Linked DNA regions of Mus musculus: regions 2, 3, 4 and 5 are each linked to region 1. Evidence: chromatin contacts called from public Hi-C and HiChIP or PLAC-seq data. All regions are on one chromosome and are shown on one strand. Each heading gives the region's core, a stretch centred on a gene start, on an enhancer-like site or on the middle of the called end of the contact. The rest is flanking DNA. Distances are from core to core; before and after follow the strand shown.

Region 1 (2,903 bases), core at 181-2,680:
AAAGATTACATTTTTATTTGTTACACCCACTGAGAACATTCATCCTGCGTTCATCTTCCTGCAAGTCAAGTTTTGCTTCAGACCTTGTCATGTGTTGATGATAGCAGTAAATTAATCGCTCAGTCTTCGGAGTCTGCCTGGCAAGTCAACTTCCCATCCCACTCTAGAGGCACATTCCGGTTTTAAAAGGGGACTTACTCTGTTCTGACTGTAGTGTCCTCTGCAGCTGCGGTGTATGTGTCTGGCCAATCTTCAGAATTGGTATATCTCTAGATCCCTGCATTGTCACTCAAAGAGGAACTGATTAGTGTACCCAGGACAACAAAAGGCCTTCTAATCAAGCATTGCAGCTCATTCCTCTTATGGCAGTTTACAAAGGAAAGTCTCTTCTCCCAAGTCTTGGTAATGGGCAACCGAATGAGGGAAGCCTGCTTGTCTTGTGACCCTTCAGACCTGACACCCGAGTTCCAGCCTCCTTCTGGAAGGCATGGGGGATACACATTACCTCTCCTAGTGAGGCTGGGCTTCTCCAGCATTCCATGCGCAGCATGAGTGTCACAGACTTAGGCTCTGTTTCACTTCATTTTAATGAGAACAGAGTTTAATTTAAGTTTCAAACGCTTGCTTTCTCCCATAGATGGGAGCAAAAAGGGCTAAGGCTATGGGATCAACACTGCAATACATATGGCTATTCACAATTCAAGGGTCACCGCCACTCAAAGGTAGGGTGCAAATCTGAATTGCAGCTAATTAATTTAGCCTTCATTATCAACCGTTCTGAACCACAAAGGAAGCTCACCAGCTATTTTCCAATGACTAAGGGATTAAAAAAAAAGCTGAGTGAAATGTCTAAGAGACTTAGCAAACAAACTGTTGGCCATTTGGGGGTATCTTAAGGCTCCCCAAAATGCACCCCATGATTGAAATCAATTAAAAGGAGCCAAAGGCTGACCTGCTGAAGACAAAGAGCTTAAATATCCCACCTACCCAATAAAGGTCCGAAAGATCCCAAAGCCCTGGAGGGAGGCCTCATGAATACTCTTGAGAATTTTTAAATGCCTGCCCCGAAGAAAGAGGGATGTGAGGAAGAGAGAGGTCTCTGCTTCTAAATAATAGTGGCTCTCCTGTGGTTAGGCACAGCCTGTAGGATTTGCGTTTCAAGTTCTTTATTGAAATTGCTCAGGTCTTTTAACAGATCTCCTGTGAGGACTCAAAAGCCTTAAGCTAATTACGCTTGGCTGAGATATGCTTGATGAGATGGGAAAAACAGAGAGCTTTTGAAAGGGTGAAAAATCTCTATCCATCTGCTGGTGGTCTTACGGAAAGAATAATAGAAGAGAGGTGGAGGGCAGCCAGCCAGGGTAGGGAGGCAGAGGACTCCTTTAATTACAGGGTCAATGAGACCATTACCGCTTGGAATGCTGGGAAAGGCCAGCCAGACAAGCTCTGGGAGCTGGGTAGCAGCAGCAGGAGCAGCAGTGCTTAGCTGAATGAGCCCAGCAGAAGACGGGAGCCACAAAGAGGATGGATTTGGAAGGAAGAGAATTTGGTGGGCTTGGAGGAGAAACTCACTTTAAATGAGAAAGGGTAGGTGGTCTGGAGAAAGGAGGAAGGCTCTCAAGTTTCACAACAAAGCTCATCCCCCGCCCCCGCCCCCCTTCCTCCCTGGTTATCTTTGGTCCTGAAAGGCAGCTGCAGATGGAGCCCCAGTGACGTGGTTCTTTCTCTCTGGTGACAGTGAGACAGTTGCTTCTGTTATCCTTGGCAGTGCAGATGAACAGCCTGCATTTGGCTTTCAAATCAATGCCCCAGGTGTTGACTCAATATGGAGAACAGCTTATGTGTGTCTCTCTAAGTTCACTTCGGCTTTTGAGTTCTGTTTTTTTTCTTTTTTTTTCTTTTTCTTTTTAAAAATAACTAATCCCCTCAAATTCAGCCGAGAAAAATGCTTGAGTTTGGAAGACAAACTGACTCAAAGAGAACGGCTTAGATAGAAACCTATTTTACTTTGAATAGGCTAGCTCTTGAAAGTTGAACACCATATGTCGCCAATTCTAATTTATTTATTTATTTTAAAACGCTTGTAAATGTAACACCACTTTTGTTCTCCTGACTCTCGTTTCCTTCTATGTATGAACACGAGCAGAACTACCAGAATAATGTGGATTCAGCCCATTTTTGTCCTCCATTGCTTATTTTCTGCTCAATGAGGCCAGAGAAGAAGAGCTTTGGTGTCGCCAGATTTTGAGACTACACAATTCACATGTGTGTGTGGAGCATGTTATAAACAGTGTTCTTCTCCTATGTCTTCACTGGGTATTATGGTATGGCCTGTATATGCAAGAAAAGCTTGGGAGCGACTGACCTTGCATTGTTCTGTAGTCTTTTACTCATGCTTAAGTCCTGATGAGAGGGGCAATACCTGGAGGAAAGAGTCTTTTATTGGCTCTCTGCTCATGGATCAGACTGTAAACTGTTTCTCAGTTACATGAAAGGAATGGACTCAGGAAAAAGAATTCCCCGTCAGATCCAGAATGGGTAAAGGTATCACACCCACTTCCTATCTCCTCAGATTAATTTTTTTTTTTTGTCCAAAAGTTGGGATTTTTTTTTTTTTTTGATCCAATTTTCCTCCTCCCAGAATAGAATGAAAAACTGTCTTGTAGCAGAGTGGAGATAACCTGGGGCCCAATTCCTCTGCCACTCAAAGACAAGACTGATTGGCCCTTTGATGGCTAAATGTACACATGTTGTAGCCTTTGTCTTGTGGATTTTTCTGAAATTATAAGATGCCCCTGGCATTGGGTGAGTCAGGTCTGGAAATTAGACTTCATTTTTTTTTTTTTTTCTGTATGGGTTCTTTGCCTTTTAGTTTCTTTAAGATACAGGGGAGCTAAGTGGTA
Region 2 (2,903 bases), core at 136-2,635, 480 kb before region 1:
GACCTTATCAAGTGAGCTGTCCTAATATTTAATCTCCCCAGTCACTGATCACTGAAGGGTCCTGTGCCTTTCTCATGTTTGCTTTACCCTGTAAACTATTCTATTGTCCCAGAGAACGCCACTCATCCAGCCACCAGCTCATTTCACATGGTCACATGGCCTTTAAGGACTGCCTGGGCATACTGGGCAGTGTTCCAGATGTGGGTCTTTGGGTCTTCCCTTTGCTTCATTCCATTCTCTCGCCCTGTTGAGTTAGACTGCTCAATTTTTTGGCCTATCCCTTTCCCTACTTTTGTTTTGTAAGCCATTGCCTCCAAGCCATGGCTGTTACTTTTAGCCAGGCAGAGGTTATTTTTGTTAAATGGGAGAGTAATGACCATGACTGTAGTAGGAAACTCCAGGTCTGTTTTAATTACTTAGAATTCTTCCTCATTTTAGACATGCATCTCCTACAATCCAGGCAAAGGTCTCGCCTACTCTGTCAACCACAGCTCACTTATCCAGAATGTTCTTTAATATCCTTATCCATCAATTGCATCCTCTTGATGAAATGATTTACACTACTTTATCATCATTATTTATTATTGTTACTTAGATAGTGCATCCTTATTCATACGGCGCAGGATCAGAGGTACACTCAATGTGCTTCAGCACCAGGTCAGGAGCCTTATACACTTTCAAAGAAAGCTTTTCACGCTCTAACCTGATTTCAGTTCAGACCTGCTTGTTAGGGAGTGTTGGTCTTCCTCCTGTCTTCTTCAGGCTGTGATAATGCTGTCTGTGGTTTGAATAACTCCAAAGTTGAGGTGCTGAAGGTAGTCACAGAGATCTTGTTTATAAAAACAAAGAGAACATGGCCAACTCACATGTTTCAGAGCATAATTTTAACATGTAGACTAGACAAGATATACTGAAACTAGTAGCTATTATATAATGAGTTTCACTTGCATTTAAATTATTCTTCAGAGTTTTTGAAAGTTGATTTAGAACAAATGACTTGTATTTTTTATTATATTAAGCCAGAGTAATTTTTTTTTGTTAGATTTAACAAGAATTCTCTGAATGTCTTCAGAATCACAAAGTAACAGTCTGCTGTTAGTAAGTAAAATACATTTTTTTAAAGTAAACAATATCAGAGCAAAAGCAGCAACAACCAAATGTGTCTTTTCTCGGGAAGCTAATCTTATCATATTTTGCATATTGTATAGGGAGGCTTGTCGAGTTAACAAGTGGCAGTCCCAACTATGGGCAAAGCCATTGTGTTTTAAGAGCAACCCACATTCTTGTTTTACAGTATTCATTATCTTGAGAATAGTTGGAGTAGATGTGCTGTTGGGAGTGGTTTGGTTTTTACCACTAGATGGCACTGCAGTTAGGGAAAACAAATCCCATAGCTCTTAACTAGGATCTTTGGCAGTGAAGCTGTCTGCAAGGACAGGATGTACTGCTAAAGGGGATTGAAGAGGCCACCAGTGATTTCTAGATAGAGTCTGTGGAGACAGATTGTGGAGATTCTAGCATTAGGGGTTATTTAGCTGGTGCCTTCTTGAAGCCACATTGACACCTGATACAGAGATGGGAACGCATCTTCATATTCTGGAGTTTCCATTCACATCCTTCTGAAATACTTTGTCTGAAGTTGCTTTACATTTAAGTGGTGGCTCTTAATGTGTGTCATAGGTGGTCATTCTGATTGGCTCTTTTTAGAAAGCTGGCCTGCTTCCTTCCCTCCTTTTCATCCTTCCCTCCTTTGCTCCCTCCCTCCCTCATGCCCTTCCCTTTTTATTTATGTGCTTCTCTTCATAAGAATCATTTTTGCAATGACTGTTTACACCATTCTTTCTTCATCTTTGGCTCTAAGGAGTTCTTAAGAGAATTAAAACTTCCCTTGCCTTGTGTCCTTGTTCTGTAACCTTCCTTGTTTGTTTAAGGCTGTCCGAATTAGTGAATGTGCTCAAAGAGAGAGAGAGAGCTCTCTTTTTGGCTTCATATATTGAGAGCCAAGAGTCTTCTAGAAGAATGCTCAGGTTAAGATTTTTTCCCTAACTCTCTCGTCATTTACATGGCAGCAGGCAGAAGGCACTGCCAGCAGGCACAGGTACACTGCAAGGTGGCAGAAAATAATGCTGAAGGTCACCTCGCTCAGCTAGATGGTGGCTGTGTGACATGGGTGACTTACGTAGACTCTATGTCGTTCAGTTTCAAGATCTGTGAAATGGGGCCCATAGCATCTCATTAGGTTGCTGTGAGAATGGAGGGATAGTGGTAAAGCCGCTTTGTCGGTTGGAGCCCTGAGCAGGGTAGAAAAGGGTTTCTCAGGGCTTGAGCTCAAAGCATCTGTTCTCCTAGGAGCTGAGGCTGCTGGGGAAACTGAGGGAGTGTAGTTTAGCAGTTGGGGTACAGAAGAGCCCAGCTATAGAAAGGGTGTGAACAGCAGACCTTAATTTCCTAGTTAATACTTCCTTTTCTTCATTACTGCTTGAAAGAAAATAGTGAGCTAATTTAAATTCTGCTCATATATTCTGAAGACGCTTTTCTCGTTTAGTTTCATTATCTGAACCATCAGTATTTCTTTTGAAGTGTCTAAGTAGTGCATTGAAATTTCTTACTCATTTCTCTCATTTCACATTGAATTAATGACAGAGTATTCGAAGTAGATGAAGTCTTAGGGCTGATCTTATCCAACCTTGTCATGAGACACTGGGAGTGTAGAGCCTGCACACAGGGTTTCTGCTGCAACTTCTCAGGATTACATAGGGAATGGGTGTTCAAGCTGAGGTCAGAATATTATTCTCTGATTTCCAGTTCAGCATCCTACATAGAAATGACCAGTCTGGTGTGTTCCCGAGTCCCTCTTTCCTTCACAGGATGCATTAAACTTTATTATATCAAAAAGTTGCAAA
Region 3 (2,903 bases), core at 198-2,697, 400 kb before region 1:
GGTAAGGAAGGATAGACAGAGACTTGGTCACCTTGGGGTATGATTTAGTATGTGTGGAAGATGGTTGTAAAGTCTGACCACAATCACAGAACAATAGCATTGTCTTACACAAACCATCCTAGGATTACCCTGGAATGACTCTGTAGTTCCTGCCTCCTCAAAGGAAGAGGGAAGGACTGAGGATACTCTGCGTTATGTTCCCTGCGCCCTTCTTGGGAATGTCTTCTTCCTAGCCTTGGTCCTGGTCCGTTTGGCTTCCACAAAGTGACCTCCAAGCACTATCAGTGTCATTGACACTGTTCTCCAATGTGATCTCTCCCTTTCCAGCCTGAACTTCATCCTTGGCTAATGTATAAATTTCCCCCCACACCTACACAAGCTTCTGCGAAGCCCTCTGTCCACTTCCTCTGCTTAGTTCTCTTCTAAGCTTAGTCCAGGAATTACATTCTCAGGAGGCTTCTCTCCATCTCCAGTTTGAGTTGATTTGTTGCTTTTTTTCCTTGGGCAGACATTCTGTGTATGTCTTCTCTTTCCAATGTAATCTCATGCCCGGGCATTTTCCTGATGTGGGCTTCTTGAAAGCAAGAGCCCTCCATTCCTTACTCAGTTTCAAGTCTTGCACATAGGAAGTAACTCTGCAGATCTACAGATCTGGGGCTGCAGCCAGGCTCTGGATGAGTCAGTCTATCAGCAGGCCCGAGAAGCCTGTGCTGGGCATGACCCATGGCTACTGTACTCCTGCTTGTCTCCTTCGCTCCTAGTGAGTGCTTCCTTCTCGGCTGGTGTCTAAGGATCACAGACCAATGTATCTCTTGTCTAGAAGATTGCAGTAATAAGACTGAGTTTTATAGTAGTTAAAAAAATTTCTGCTTAGTACTTTTCCCAGAGCCAATCTATCTTAACAGTTGTGGCTGTTTTGCTAATCATCATATCTGGTGAGACTCAACGTGTCTTCAAAGCAGCAGGTTCTCCCTCCCTCCCTCCCATTCTTTCCTCTTTTTCTCTTTCTTTTTGTTCAGCAGGCAACCTACTAATCTTTCAAGTACCCTATATCTAAAAACAAATAGCAACTACAGAACCGTACTCTGAATTTAGTGGGCTCTTGATATTTTTAAACATCAAGTCTTTATATCATGAACGGCCTCCTTTGTCTGGCTGGGCACATCAAGTTGGACACATTTTCTATTCCAGTTTTGGAACCTGCTGCTGGCCTGCATCTCGAGCTTCTCTGGAAACTGGTTTGTACACACATTGCTTCTTAATGCCAGAGACTTTTTGGATGGGGCAAAGCAGCCTGGTGGCTTCCTTGGGGAGTTAGCTCTACTTTGGAGAACTGCCCAGCTAGGGTCTTTGCCAGCAGATAATTTCCCTGCAGGGGAACATTCCCTCTCACTGGCACAGTGTCTTTAAGAAGAAAGCAAGCTGACTGCTCAGCCTCCTCCACCTCACTGGAGACTGAAAACAGGCAGCTAGTTTGGCAGGAGGCGGAAACATTCACAGCTTCGTGAAAGTGCTTGAAGCAAAATTAGATACCTTCCAAGTTCATTTCAGTATTGAAAATAAAAGAAAATTTTGCTGGCACATTAGCCTCCTCTAAGTACTGCACAGTGGCGAGCCCATTTAAATGTATAAATTTGAATAATTAAATTCTAAAAAGAAGCAACTCCGTTTCAATCCAAGCTAGACCTACAAATGTCAGAAGCCAGCGTCAGGGCTGGGTTTGGTAAGCCACCTCAGGATTTTCACTAAGGCCATAGCACCCCTTGGTGACTATGGAAGGCCCCTGACTCTGTGATGACCTGAAGCTATCCATCATCTGGGGAAGAAGATAGAAGAAAGGTGGTCAACTTTATCACTGAGGTTCAAATCACAAACAGGTAGAAAAATTGCTGCAGAGCTGGCATGTGGCCATGTCCTCTGCCTTGCTCGAGTTGCTCCCCTATCAGTGAGCCTTTCTCTCCGTCTTCCTCACTGTTTCAGTGTGAAGTTTCCCCACACAGACATATGTCAGGGGAGTTGGTCCCACGCAGTAGCCCTATTCGGGATGCTGTGTAATCTATGCTGTTGGTCTCTAGGAGATGGGGCTTGAGACTCTGGACTGGACCCTTTGCCCTGTTCTACTCCTAAGGTGTAGCCAATAACCTGTCGCTCTTGCTGCCAGAGCCCACAGCTGCTGCCTTCCATCCCCAGCCTTCTGGGCAGTAATGGACCAACCATTTTCCCTCAATATCTTCTTATCAAATGTCTGTCATTTACTATGTTTGCCAAGAAAGGCTCATACTAGATTCATAAGGGTTTTTAAAAATATTTTTCTTTCAAAGCTTTTTTATACTCTTTTAATAACCACGTAATTTTCTATTGTAGATATTCCATGTCTAACTGGACTTATCTTCTATTGATTTATGTTTTATTGTTTAGTTTCTGGCTATCATATGCCATTAGCCTGAAGAAATTTGTGGCTAATTCTGGTGTTCTCCATAGTAACTTCCTTGAGGCAGAAAAATGTAGTGCTGGCATTTCTAGTTCAGAGAGAAGAATTTGAAGGTCCCTGATTGCACATTAATAAATTATTTATTTGATCACCTTCCACTAATACTGTGTAAGTTTCTTTTTCTTGTAAACAATTTTGAGAAATGGTCTTGAGTTCTTGAATATATATCCTTGTGAGTTCAGCTTCTGGGATGCAGTTCCAGGCTGTACTGCCAGTAAGCAGAAGCCAGGGTTCCTGCCTACAACCATGTAGAAACGGGTGCCTTTCCCCAGTGTCTTGGTTGTTACCTAGGACCCAACTGTGTATGACTGTAGCTGAGTTTCTCCGTGAACTGGAACGCTGAAGTGAGGGCAGTTCCCACATTCTTGCTGTCTTCTGGTTGCTTGTAGGAATGGAGTTCTAGAAAATAAAT
Region 4 (2,903 bases), core at 221-2,720, 310 kb before region 1:
GTGATTTGCACAGGTATAAATTGGAGTTTTGTGGCCTATTGTGCCCTACTTTGTTGAAGAAATATTCATTTTTTTTCTCAATAATGCTTCATTGACTTCAATTTATCCACCAAAGGTAAGAAATAAGAAAACAGTGAATTCTACCCACAGCAGCAATTACTGCAGCTTAGCATCTATTCTTTCAAGGCAAGCCTGGCTTGTCAGGGTCTCACCAGATTATACAGTCCTTCCTAGCCTGGCCATATAATATAAGACTTACCTTATTATGATCTGTATGCCTTCAAGAAGAAGAAGATTAAAAAAGATGACTATGGGCTTTTAAGACACAGCTAGAGAACTAATTGCAAACCTTCATTTTGTAGGAAGTGTGATGGATTTAATGAGAGGCCCCCTTTCCCTTGCTAATCTTCATGTACACTAACCTAAAAGAAAATCATGTGGACTTTTTAGTGGACCTTAGTAATTGTCTAAGAAATAGTTTACAAAGTGATGAAGCAGTTTATAGATAGTTTTCAAATTCTCATCTCCATTGAAAAGTAATAATTGTATGGGCTTAGTGCTTACATTACATAGCAGAATCAAAATATAAATAAATAAATAAATAGTATGAGGGCTCCTGACAAAAATTGCCCCGTTCCCCCACGAGGCTGCGTTAGAGGATCACTTGAGTTCAAGAGCAGCCTGAACTGTATACTTAACTGTAGGCCAGCGTAAGCTTTAGGGTAAGACACGATTTCAGAAAAGCAAAAGTAACACATATACACACTCACTAGTGGGTTAGGCCTCAGCTGCATCCCACAGGCACCCGGGCTAGTGTCATTTAGGGCTTGTCTGTTTTATGGAAAATGCTACATGACATGGAATCTGATATTTAGAATGTATTGTTCAAAATCACACACACACACACACACACACACATACACACATACACGCACACACGTTTTCTCACTTGATACTGAGGAATCTAATCCAAAATTGCCTAATCTCTTCAATGTTGATGGCAGCCCAGGGAAAGACCTACCACCTTTAAATTTTAAGCTTCTCTCTTCACTCCATAATAGGGATACTAAATAAAAGTTTAATTAAAAATAGGCAAAAGTTCATTGGTATGGCCTTAATATATCTCGTGAAATCTGCATTCCAGCTCGCTGCTCTTGAATTCCCCCCAAAGAAGCTGTTTGGAAACAAAGACGAGCGGGTAGTTGCTGAGCGGCGGACACACTTAGAGGTAAGAGAGCAAGCTTTTCACCTCCCTGTGTAGAAAAATCCACCATCTGAATGATTGGCAAGAGCAGCTCCTGTTAGGCCCTTTGTCTTTATTGGCAACTGTGAAGAGCTGCTTCGTTAATGCAGGAGATGGCAGCGGGGTGGTGGTATGACTTGATTTCAAATCAGGTCCTTAGCCCCCTCTGGTTTGGCTAGCATCTTTCTGATTTTGAAGAAGACACCCTTGTTCTGAGAGTTAGGACACAGTGTGTGAGCGAGCGCTACATTCTCCCCTCAGCCAGATGGCATGCAATGTAGGATGAGAGCACAGAGCTTGCTGAAGAAAACTTGGAATTAATTAACCAAACTTACAGTATGTCGTCATTGTTGCTTTTTCAAGAGCTTTGGGAGGGAGAAGTTTCGGACCTATTTTAGTCCTAGTTCAGAGTCTTTGTATTTATTTTAACTTTATCTGCCAAGCTAGCTACACATAGATCCCAGTTTAACACAACCTGTTTTTGTGACTGCCTTGTGCCAATACCCATAGCTGACTGTTGTCTTCAGTTTGTGGCTTCACCAGTATACAGTTGATTATATTTTGTTAAAATCTGACTGCTTTTACCAGAGTAACTCCAGGATACCCTCAAAGCTCCCTTTGTTGTGACTTTGTTGGGAATAGTCACATGACTTATTATAATATAATCCTATCAGAACAGACCGTTCTAATGGGTGACTTGAAATGTAAAAGTTTGGGGATGGTATTGTTCCTCTGGACTGCCAAGTTGAACATGGCTGCCTGTGGGCTTCACTTGGTGTCAGTGAACCAAAATGTAGGGAATTGCCTTAAGCTGCTCTATCTAGAAGGGTCCTATGAGAGCCAAGGGGAGACATGGAGAAATGAAGCAGTGAGTTGTTCTAAGAGAAGGCACATTTCAGTGAGGAGCCATGCTTCCGGAATCTGCAGATGCACTGCAGCTACACATTTGAAGAAGTCCTGAGACCAGAACGACTGGGCTCTAGCAGGACTGTGAGGGACTCCCAAACTTACCCTGTGAAGCATAGACTCATGAGAAGAATTAGCCTTCAAGGACGAGGTTATTTTTGTGAGTCTGCCTGGTTTTACAGTGCTTATGTTAAGTGCTTATAAGATTCAAACAAACAAACAAACTTAAATAACACTTATAGGAGTAATGAATTTTTTTTTCTCTGAACTTTAACTGCCTTGACTAAGTAGCCTCATCTTTAATGAAAACATGGAGAATGGTGAGTTGCAAACTTGTTTTAAAATTTGATTATTGCCTGTTATGGCTATTGCCATTTCCAGCTTCCCAGACGTGATGGCATTCACACGAGGCCAGCACTCCCACACAGATGGCTCAGTTCAGGAACAGAACTTGGAGGTGTTTGCTTTCTATTCCAAGTGCACAAGACTCACTCTTGTGTTTTGTGTTTCTTGTGTTGCGTGGTGTTTTCTCTTGTAGTCCACATTTGTTCCTTCAGTGTCTCCTAGCGAGGGGTGTGTAATCTTTTGACATTCTGACATGATTTTGCCATCTCAAAGTGATCAAGATCCCAACATCCACTTGAAGGTTATGTCCTCAGTCACCCTACTTGTGCTCACTAGGTTCCACTTTCACAGACTCTACCTACCAGGAACGCCAAAGTAGAAGCTAAGTCTTTAACACATGTGTCTTTGT
Region 5 (2,903 bases), core at 216-2,715, 270 kb before region 1:
ATTACTTTTCTGCTTATCTTCATGAGAGGCATGCTCAGCCATGACATCCCTGGCGCTGACCTTAAGAGTCCTAGAATGACGGTTTTGAGCCTCAGAACCCAAAAAGAGCTATTTCTCAAAAACCATTAAGGGCTCAGAAGCATACACGAGAGGACGGGAGGTGCAGCCTTTTTGCTGTGATAGTTTGTTGACCTTGTTGACTTTGTGAGACAGGGTTTCTCTTTGCCATGTAGCTTTGGATGGCCTGGTATTCATTCTGTAGATCAGGCTGATCCCAAACTTGCAGTGATTCTGTGGCCCTTGCCCTCCAGGTGAATGGATTATAGCAAATGGATCACTGCCTCGTACCCTCTTCCTGCTCTCTCCCACAATCCTGTACCTTAAGTCTTTTTTATCTCATAGCTTTTAGAGACAGAGGGGATGCACAAGGGTTTCTTTTAAGTAAGTAGGAAGGAGGTGGGATGCTGCAATTCTCTTGTTGCAACTCACTAGGAAAGTGGCAGGAAGGGAAAGAGGCTCATTGTGTTGTTCTAAGCACCAGGAGTGAGAACCAGAGAGATGACCCAGGTCTGCTGGGGTCAGCAGGGGCCAATGTGCAGGGGCTGGATGGGAGGGGAGAAAAGAATCTGTAAGAGCCAAGTTAAATCCTGAGGTTAAAGGTTAGACTTGACCCTGGACTTGGGGAAATAGCTGGTCATTTTCATTCTCTTAGCTGACTCCATGACAGATGAGAGTTCTTGGACCACAAGGCTCCATGTTTCTTGTCTGCTTAGGCACTGCTGGGTAGTGAGAGACGGGCCACTGGTTATCTATCTAGTAGAATTGCTAGGTGTGTTTCAGGGTGGCAGGTGAGGCACAGGGATGCTTGATTTATTATTCTAGAATGGATATTAAGTCTTCAAGCTGCTTCTTAGCAACGGACTAGAGGAGGCAGAAAGGATGAAGTAAGGAAAGCTAGAGCATTGGTGACAGGGTCCTCAGGTACGCAGATCAGTGGAAGAAAACCAAGAATGGGCATCCACAGGGAGGCAGGGGACATCAGCAAGGTTCTGTGATGTGAGCATCTAATGTGACTCCAATTCAAAGAGGGAAACAAGTATGCTGTCTTCTAACAGTGACTGGCCCAAAGCAGAGCCTGAGGGTGCTGAGGAGGCCTGGGGAAGTCAGAATCCCAGGGCTACCTTCCCAGCTGCAGCCTGAGCACTCCAGTCCCCAAGAAGGGAGCTGCTTCCAGGCTCCTAATTGCATTGCTGTATCTTCCTGCTGCAAAAGACCAGACCTGAGGCTCCCAGACATTCCAGATGTGAGTGTGCGTGCGTGCGTGCGTGCGTGCGTGCGTGCGTGCGTGCGTGCGTGCGTGTGTGTGTGTGTGGGCACTCGCGCACAGGACATGGAAGAAGAGAGCCTGTTCTGTTTCTAGGAAGTCTGGAAACTAGAAACCACAGCCAGATGGGCCCAGCCTGGGGGATGGTCATGGCACATTGGAGCATGAAATCAGACTTTGGAGGGAGATGAGGGTATGGTTTGGCGGCGGATCAGGAAGGGATTCTCAGCCAGACATTTATGTGTGATGGGATGGCCTAGGTTTACTATCAATGAAACAGATACAGGATAAAGCAAGCGCAAGGGTGCTTCAGTATAGTTTCTTCACTGGATGAGTGCAACTCCTGACTCTCAGCAGCCTCGGCAGGTGACTGCCGAGGTGGTCAATTATCACAAGGAGGCCTAGCAGGCCTTCCTCTCACCCTTTCTTTGACCCCTCAGGCTTGCAGTTATTTTCCTGCTCACCCCAGCATTCCTCTCTTTTTGCTATTCTTCCTCTCTACTATTCCACCCTGAACCAGAATTAAAACCCAGACTATGGAGTCGCATGAGTAAAGAATTCACTAAGGCATCCTAGCCACAAGAGAGATTTCGGGGGCTAATATAGTATCCCAGAGGGGTCAGAGTTGGAAGCTGAATAATAAAGCTTTATTATATTATCAGTGTGTATATTCTTGCATTAGAGAAGGACTTGACATACATACACACGCACGCACGCACACACATGCACACGCACACACACACTTTTGAAGGAATTGACTTAGGTACTATGGCTAAGAAAATCTAAACTCCTTCAGATAGCATTAAAGAAGGGTTTATGTATGGTAGACCAAAACTATCACCCAGAGGAGAGGCCTCCCTCCTGTCTTCTCTCTCTTCTCTTTCTCTTCCTCTTTCTCCCAACCCTCCCTCTTACCACCAACTTTTACCTTATACCTCCTAATTAAAGTCTAACGTTTTCTGATAGCTTTAGTTAACTCTGTTCAGATTTTCCAAGACAATGGCCTTCACATGGAACCATTCCAAATGTTTTCAGAGCACCAACCTAGGGTAGGTTAATATTCGATTGGGTTGCTGAGGCCTGACCTGCAACATCTAAAACGCCACATCACTGAAACCAAAATATGCTTGCCGGGTTTCTAGGCCTCTTGGGCCAGTAAACCTGCTGAGGGGTCTGCTTTTCCAAAGGCCAGTGAGCTGTATCCTGAGTTACTAGGCTGTGTTTAGACCCTGGAGAGGAAAGACAGAAGCCTCCAAGTTCATCTGGGTGAACATGGACAGAAGTGGCACCTAGTGATTCTAGAGACTAGAACACAGACTGACTCTTGATCCCTACCAGATGATAAAATCTCTGAAGATGTTAACTCTGCAAACATATTATCCTAAGCCTGTTTCCTCCCTGAAAGTCCCGTCTGAACTATAAGAGTAGCTAATGTGATTGGAAGGATGTTTGACCCCAGCAATATAGCCCATGGTCAGCTGAGTCACCCAGCATGCTCTCTGGAACAAACAAACCTTCTGAACGGAAATTTTAGATCCCCACAGCAGAGGTGAAATGTGTACCATTTGAGTAAAGCCTT

The links. Hi-C and Micro-C count contacts between places; a contact is called where the count stands out from the background. HiChIP or PLAC-seq counts read pairs in DNA pulled down with a chosen protein or histone mark.
Region 2: a contact with region 1 is called in a Hi-C map of forebrain, with 2.5 times the contacts expected there. The contact joins two enhancer-like sites. A contact is called at or near these places in 9 of 484 Hi-C or Micro-C datasets (the N1E-115 cell line, cerebellar granule neurons, cerebral cortex and 4 more).
Region 3: a contact with region 1 is called in a Hi-C map of cortical neurons, with 2.2 times the contacts expected there. The contact joins two enhancer-like sites. A contact is called at or near these places in 3 of 484 Hi-C or Micro-C datasets (cortical neurons, forebrain and nephron progenitors) and 1 of 115 datasets of contacts at active chromatin or transcription factors (astrocytes).
Region 4: a contact with region 1 is called in an H3K27ac HiChIP or PLAC-seq map of neural progenitor cells, with 9 times the contacts expected there. The contact joins two enhancer-like sites. A contact is called at or near these places in 1 of 484 Hi-C or Micro-C datasets (cortical neurons) and 1 of 115 datasets of contacts at active chromatin or transcription factors (neural progenitor cells).
Region 5: a contact with region 1 is called in a Hi-C map of cerebellum, with 1.6 times the contacts expected there. The contact joins two enhancer-like sites. A contact is called at or near these places in 6 of 484 Hi-C or Micro-C datasets (cerebellum, cerebral cortex, cortical neurons and 2 more) and 1 of 115 datasets of contacts at active chromatin or transcription factors (stem cell-derived anterior neural progenitor cells).

The regions. Positions count from the first base shown.
Region 1 is chr2:142,333,463-142,336,365 of GRCm38.p6, reverse strand. All of the region lies in intron 16 of Macrod2 (mono-ADP ribosylhydrolase 2), which reads right to left. Among named protein-coding and RNA genes, the nearest start is that of Kif16b, 570 kb to the left of the region's middle. Within about 2 kb of position 1,430, at least 73 of the 459 cell types and tissues checked have an H3K27ac peak or open chromatin away from gene starts, as enhancers often do. A contact at or near this core is called in cerebellum, cortical neurons, forebrain and 1 more, where this site is marked.
Region 2 is chr2:142,811,698-142,814,600 of GRCm38.p6, reverse strand. The region is part of intron 12 of Kif16b (kinesin family member 16B); the gene reads left to right. Among named protein-coding and RNA genes, the nearest start is that of Kif16b, 88 kb to the left of the region's middle. Within about 2 kb of position 1,385, at least 12 of the 459 cell types and tissues checked have an H3K27ac peak or open chromatin away from gene starts, as enhancers often do. A contact at or near this core is called in cortical neurons and forebrain, where this site is marked.
Region 3 is chr2:142,730,360-142,733,262 of GRCm38.p6, reverse strand. The region is part of intron 17 of Kif16b (kinesin family member 16B); the gene reads left to right. Among named protein-coding and RNA genes, the nearest start is that of Kif16b, 170 kb to the left of the region's middle. Within about 2 kb of position 1,447, at least 83 of the 459 cell types and tissues checked have an H3K27ac peak or open chromatin away from gene starts, as enhancers often do. A contact at or near this core is called in cortical neurons and forebrain, where this site is marked.
Region 4 is chr2:142,646,753-142,649,655 of GRCm38.p6, reverse strand. Kif16b (kinesin family member 16B) reads left to right here. Exons shown (of 26, transcript NM_001081133.2): 25 at 1,145-1,228. Among named protein-coding and RNA genes, the nearest start is that of Kif16b, 250 kb to the left of the region's middle. Within about 2 kb of position 1,470, at least 22 of the 459 cell types and tissues checked have an H3K27ac peak or open chromatin away from gene starts, as enhancers often do. A contact at or near this core is called in cortical neurons and neural progenitor cells, where this site is marked.
Region 5 is chr2:142,607,548-142,610,450 of GRCm38.p6, reverse strand. No RefSeq gene overlaps it. Among named protein-coding and RNA genes, the nearest start is that of Kif16b, 290 kb to the left of the region's middle. Within about 2 kb of position 1,465, at least 21 of the 459 cell types and tissues checked have an H3K27ac peak or open chromatin away from gene starts, as enhancers often do. A contact at or near this core is called in cerebellum, where this site is marked.